Regions from separate parts of the Sus scrofa genome. Here region 1 is linked to region 2. The links are chromatin contacts, called in public HiChIP or PLAC-seq maps. All regions are on one chromosome and are shown on one strand. The core of a region is the stretch at or near the end of the contact, and the rest is flanking DNA. Distances in the headings are between cores, read along the strand shown. Region 1 overlaps LOC106505836 (a long non-coding RNA gene). Region 2 holds the start of NRIP1 (nuclear receptor-interacting protein 1).

Region 1 (3,043 bases), core at 86-2,585, 410 kb before region 2:
ATTTTTTGGAATAGTATATTAGAAGATAAATGACATGAAAATCTAGAAGAGACTTTTCTTTTTGGCTGCATTCACATGTGGAAGTTTTCAGGTAAGCGGTCGAATCTGAGCCACAGTAGTGACCTGAGATACAGCAGTGACAATGCTAGATCCTTAACCTGCTAAGCCACAAGAGAACATTTTGTTTGGGCAGGAAAAGCTGGGTGAATTTTAGATCTTTTCAGTTCTATGCTTTTACGATTTTTAAAAATTACTTGGATACTGAATAGTTTGCCTTTCTCATAGATTTCATTAATATCTATTTGGTTTTCATTTCCTTTTTTTGTTCTAAAGTCTTTCATCCTACATGACCTAAGCTTTTTCTGCATCTTACAAGGCTGAACTTGGCTTTTCTGGTGTTTATTTTCCTTGGCTTTCATAGTGCAAATCTGTATTTGTGATTTTTAGGTTTGCTCAGCATCTTTTCTATGTAAGAAAATGCTTTGTAAAAGGCAATTCAATAGATTGATTCATAAGGAGAATGTGCAGAAGTGACAAGAAGTATTAAATGAGAAGAAACTGTTCAGAATAATAGTATTAGTGATGAACCCAATGCTATTGAAAGGTTATTTTTCAATAAATACCACTGCAAGTTATAATCATCTATGCTGGGAGATGTACGTACAGTAAACAACTCATTCCAGTTTGTCTAGGGTCTGTTTAAGCTCCGAAGATCCTGCATCCTCAGAAAGTTTTCCATCCTGGCAAACCAGTATGGCTGGTGCCTCTAGTTGAATTCTTATTAGAACTTCTATTACAGAGGATCAGATATACATACAAGGTGACTGATAATAACTTCATAAAATATTTTATGGGTTATTGTATCTCTGGCGCTTAAAAGATTTCTGAGTGCACAGTAGGTTTTCAAGAAATATTTGAGAACAATAACTGAGCCTATAGCCTACCAGTCAGTTGTCTCATTAACTCAGGAGAAGCTGCACCTCACTGGAAGATCATTCTAAATTGTTAGAGACAGTCTCTTCTAATTCATGTGAGGTAAAGTAGTTTTCTGACTTGAGGGTGTTAGGATGCCCGGCAAAGGATGCCCAATCTACTGAAAGGCAGAGGTGTGCTACAACACGAACATGAGTTTGTAAAGTGTTGTCGAAGTTTACTCCCAAGTTAAAGTCAGATGCTCGTTTATTGTGTTACTCAAATATCTGTCTTACCTACCCAAACCTCCGTAATTATGAGCTTCACCAAACCCCTAAGGAGAATGGTACATGGACACTAAGTTCTGACGACACCCGTGAGGAGTACATACTTGAGCAAGGACTCTGAGACTACCTGCGTAGTCTATCCAGCAGAGGGCGGTGGTGTACCTGTGCAAAGACCAGGGCTCACCTGGGATGAATGGCGATGGTTAGCAAGATGTCTAGGGCCGGGTCTGTAAAGCGCTGAAAAACAACAGCAGAAAAATATTTCCTGTAGGAAAGCAGTCAGGCCACCTGTTACAAATGCAGCGCCGTCTTGCACAGGTCGTGGTGACCCAGCGAACTCACAAATCTATGAAGTCTCAAAAGTTTGACATAAACGAAAACAAAAACAACACTCTAGTACATTGTCATTCCTGAGAACCAATGCGCTAGAAAGCTCATTTCAGAAAAACACTAAGTACTCCAAACCAAGAAAAACAATGAATATATAAAGTCTAAAGGTGTATCTGAAGATAATCTTATTTTTTCTAATTTCTAATGATAATAATATCTAACCAATTTGGTGCCTTAAAGTTTCCCAAACTTATACTCACAATATTTTAAATGTATCAACACTTTAAGGTAGGTCAGACTCTGGCAACTACTACCATTTTATATGTAAGACACCTATGGCAGAGAACAATTAAGTGATTTATTTAAGGACACATAGCTGGATGGATTAGAGCCAGTTAATTCTGAATACCAGTCTGTTTCTGTTTATCCTCCACACTTACCTATGGTTCCTTCCAATTATGTGCCATGTATTCAACAACATGTTATATTTATCATTAATTATTATCATGATTTTTAGCCAAAGACATATACTTCTTACAGGTATTAGGATAATTTCACGAAGACTAAACTTGATACATGATCTGTTTTTATTTTTTTGTCCTAAAATGTCAAATTGCCCTGCAAATAGTAATTCAGAAAAAATGAATGAAGTTTTCCAAAGGGCACAATTCTTTGTGCAAGGAAGAAGTAACTATTTCTAGATATCACTAGACATTTTTCAGCACTTTAAGAAAAGACATGATGCACCTTGGAAATGAGAAGATAATGGTGAAATCAGGGAAGTTCCCTGTTCACCAATGATATTTTATTTCCTTTGCTGAGAATGAAGAAGAAGATGAGGTCCTTGGGGCAGCTTCTAACGTGCCCATGGCAGTGTGACATTGCTGAATGCTTTTTCTGACTTCCATTTTTTCAAGGTAGTGACAGCTGTTTGGCTTCTCCCCCTGAATCCTGAAGTTATTTGCTACCCTACAGCAAAATCTGGTTGATCACGGTGAGGGAAAAATGGGTTCTGTGACTTAGTGTTTACATTCTGCCCTAATGCTGCTGGTCTGCCTTATGAAAAAGAGACTTCCATGGGACCCCCTTTCCCCAGCTCTGGAAGCTATTTGGCAAGTCCAGCAAAGCTATTTGAGTGTATGTTTACTTTCGAATACCCTATGGTCCACATTCCATCAGAAGAGATCTTCATCAAGCCCAATAATCTGATCATCTAATAGATGGGCTGCTAGGCTGGGTTATCAGGAGCTTGACTGTATATGTAGCATAGATTTTATTTATTTATTTATTTATTTATTTATTTATTTATTTATAGTCTTTTTAGGGCCACACCCACGATATATGGAAGGTCCCAGGCTAGGTGTTGAATCAGAGCTGTAGCTTCTGGCCTGTACCACAGCTCATGGCAACGCCAGATCCTTAACCCAGAGTGAGGCCAGGGTTCGAACCTACATCTTCATGGAGGCTAGTTGGGTTCGTTCATGCTGAGCCACAACAGGAACTCCCTGTATTTT
Region 2 (3,473 bases), core at 226-2,725:
AGAAAGTGGGCTCAATACTTCTCAATGTCCATTTTTGTTTTCTTCACACTTTGCTACTTAAAGAGTCTTTTCCTTTTCTGAGAACCGCTTTCCACTTTGCCTACTTGGCAAATTCTTCTTACCTATGAATGGCCAGCTGAAGCACTCTGTTCTCTGTAAAACTTTCCCTGAATTGCCTTACCCCACACCTGAACCCCAAGTAGAATTAAAGACTCTGTCCTGTGGCTATGACAGTATCTTGTCCAATATCTACCGGATGGCTACCGCTGGCACACACAGTGTGCCAGGGATAAGTGATGGAGGTACCCAAATGTGAACGAGAGGGATATGGCCCCTGGGGCTGTAGTACTTGAACTTAGAATGGTTAAACATCCTGTCACCAACTGGTGTGAACAATGCTCTAGCAGGACAGACTCAGGGAGCACATCATAAGCACGCCTCTCCCAGATGCCTTCTTTGTGGGGGATGAACATATTGAGCCCGAACTGTAAGTCTCTGAGCCCACAGGAACCCCAGGGTTTGTAAACCTACTTGTGTGTTTAAGTATATAAGCTCAAGGGTGTCTTTTTCACATCACGATTGGTTATATGAGAGTTGTCTTCACTACACAAATTACTGAATAGGCATTCTTATATTACATATATGCCCCAGTATCCTTGCAATGACTCTCTTAGCCAGGAAACTTAGGTATTGATTTTTTCAAAAAAAAAAAAAAAAAACAAAGAACAACAAAATAGCCCCAACACAATTAGAATGATTAAGTAAAAATGAATTCTGCAAAAGGTGTGCAATTTACTTAACACTAATGCACTACCAAAAAGAGTTCAGGATTTCAATGATTGGAGTTCTGTGAGGTTGAGAAGAGAGCTTAATAATGAGGTGAGCAGCTTTGTTAAGTCACCTAACATATTGCAGCAGACTTTTTTAACACTAGTGTTGGAGGGCAAGACCAAAACTTGATATAACCTGACTTAGGAAGTTGTTTATCTACCAACTGCAATCATCTAAAACTCTTGCTAAGAAGCAAAAAGAATATTTTCAGAGCAACAGTTGAGCGGTCCAAATGTGTCACAGAATCTATGCACTAAGGTTCATGTGCTTTACTCCTTGGTGAGCACATTAGTTCCTTCCAGGGAACCCACTCAGTTTTACTTTAGACTGTATTGTGACAAGTGAGGCTATCTGGATTCTCAGACCTCACCAGACTAGCAGCTGCCAATCAGAAGAGGAGGAGAATGTTGGAGGCAGGCATGCTGGCAAAAGAGAGAAAAGACACCAGATTGTCAGTTAGAGAAGGGGGAGAGAAACTACAACGGGCAGAGATAATCACTCAGTCCCAGTATCCCAGAGTCTTTCAGGGCAGAGACTGATGGCTTATATACCTCCTGGGAGCAGCCTTAACACCTTGGAAGAAGCCTGATAAAGAACAGGAACTGGACGTAGTTGCTAAATCCACTATAACCTACTATATAATAAACACTTTAAATAAAATTAACCCAGAATTTCGACAAAAAGCCAAACTGTTTTAGAAAACAGAAATATTTATAATACATAGAAAACATTTGTACAAGAGTTAAAACAAGTTTGACTTTTTTTATTTTTAAACAAGTTTGACTCCTTAAAGAGCCAAGCTCCAATTATGCTGATCATCACTTAATTGGAAGACTTGGCTTTGCATCAATCCTGGGTTAATGTTATGCTATAGAACAGCAGACTTTACCAAGTTGTCTTGAACAGATTTCAAACAGTGGTATATGCAAATAACAAACTATCATAAGAGGTCTAAACTGTATAAGAGGGCGACAGACTGCACAGTTGAATCAACCACCAGAGTGATGTAAAAGAATTGTTCTAAAATGCAGTATCACCATGGAGCAAAATAAACCTACCATGTACCCAGCACTGTGCTACGGGCTGGATTTAAGAATTAATTTGAAAAATTGCTTTCACTTTTCAGATTGTGAAGGTATTCCAGAACTCTCATTCATATTTGTAAAGGTTAAATGACATTTTAAATGCACAGCACAGCCATTACATAACAGGCATAGAATACTGTTTATGACTTGGATAGTTCTTTTTTTTAAGTGCACCAGCAACTCTATTTTCAAATGCTATGGAATTCACAAGGTTTCCTACATAGAAGAATGGAATGCCTCATCCACTCACTTGTTTTGTGTAATAAGTGTTTTAAAACAGGCATGCCATTTCGGAGTTTAAAGGGAGGCTAAGCTGCACTTTAGCGTTTCGGAGCAAGCAAAAACAATTTCAGCAACGGTACTCATTTCCCCCGGTAATTTTGTTTTTCATGGCGAGTTACTAAATGCTAGATGCTAGTAGTCAAAAAGAAACCTGACATCTGGGGAGGTGTTGAGGGGGTGTTAATAGTTCTAGTTAGATGTCTGGGGAGCGCTGAGGATAAGATTTTAAAACAGCAAATACAGGGAGAAAGGGGAAATTACGGTTTCGTATGACTCTCTCCTCCCTCCACTTTCTCTCTTCACCAATCCTTATCCCCCTCAATTTAGAGGCGGGTTCAGCGAGATCTGGCTGCAGGAAACCAAGAGGCTCCACCGCGCTGCCGCCCCAGCCTCGTGATGTAATTGTTATTTCTTATTCGGAGCTTGAACCAGGGAGAGCTGCTGAAGAAGTGGCAGCCCTGTGCCTTTTGCCTTGTCTGGTCGGGTCAGATTCTTCCCGGGGATGATGTAGATTCGCTGACGGACTCCGCTGGAGACTTCGCAGTGACAAAGCAGCTGAAGAAAAACCCTGCTCCTGGGTCCTCCGTCCGTCTGGGGAGCCGAACGGAGCACTCCTCAGGTCTCCTTCCCAGTTTTCCTCTGGGAGTCACTCCGCATTTAATCCCTGGGTGCCTCCTACGTGCTGGGCGTGGGGTCCAAGTGACCTGCAGTTAGTGCCCCTGTCCCCCAAGATTAAAGCAAGACACACAGATTACAAGGTGGTGGAAGTTGGGGGTGGCGAGAAGGGGCCAAGGGGACGCGTGTCCTGGGGTGAAATGGAAGGAGGGGGCTCCTGAGGCGTCAGCACCCAGGAGGGGACCCCGGGCGTTCGGGTCCCCGGGCTGTGCCCCCCAAGGCGAGCATTTGCCCTGTGGAATGAGCTCGATGCCCCGGGCCCCTGGGACGAGCTGTCCCGGCGCCTTCGGCGGTGGGGGCGGCTGGACAGAGCCGGGAGCCGCGGGGGACTGCGCGAGCGCGTGGAGCAGCTACCTCTCCCCGCCACCGCGATCCTCCCGCAGCCGCGGGTCCCCGCAGCCCCCGCCCGACAGTCCGAAGGGCGGGCTAGGAGGAAAACAGCCAACCGAGGGGGGCTCCTCGGCTCCCGCGTGCTGCCGGGACCCGGGCTCCTGCCTCCCGCCCCGGCCACAATGGGAAAGAGGGGGAGAAAAGGGTTAAGAAACTTGGCTGAAGAGCTGAATGGCGTGGAGCGGCGAGGGGAGGGACTGGGCCGCGGCG

What was found. HiChIP or PLAC-seq counts read pairs in DNA pulled down with a chosen protein or histone mark.
Region 1: an H3K27ac HiChIP or PLAC-seq map of alveolar macrophages shows a contact between it and region 2. The contact joins the enhancer-like site here to the promoter of NRIP1 in region 2. A contact is called at or near these places in 2 of 5 promoter capture datasets (fetal liver and liver), 7 of 47 Hi-C or Micro-C datasets (alveolar macrophages, embryonic fibroblasts, fetal heart ventricle and 3 more) and 2 of 2 datasets of contacts at active chromatin or transcription factors (alveolar macrophages and skeletal muscle).

What each region holds. Positions count from the first base shown.
Region 1 is chr13:180,321,428-180,324,470 of Sscrofa11.1, reverse strand. LOC106505836 (a long non-coding RNA gene) reads right to left here. Exons shown (of 4, transcript XR_001300637.2): 3 at 1,384-1,436. Among named protein-coding and RNA genes, the nearest start is that of USP25, 250 kb to the left of the region's middle. Within about 2 kb of position 1,335, at least 2 of the 83 cell types and tissues checked have an H3K27ac peak or open chromatin away from gene starts, as enhancers often do. A contact at or near this core is called in alveolar macrophages, where this site is marked.
Region 2 is chr13:179,914,228-179,917,700 of Sscrofa11.1, reverse strand. It overlaps NRIP1 (nuclear receptor-interacting protein 1), which reads left to right and starts at 1,475. Exons shown (of 3, transcript XM_021070819.1): 1 at 1,475-2,817.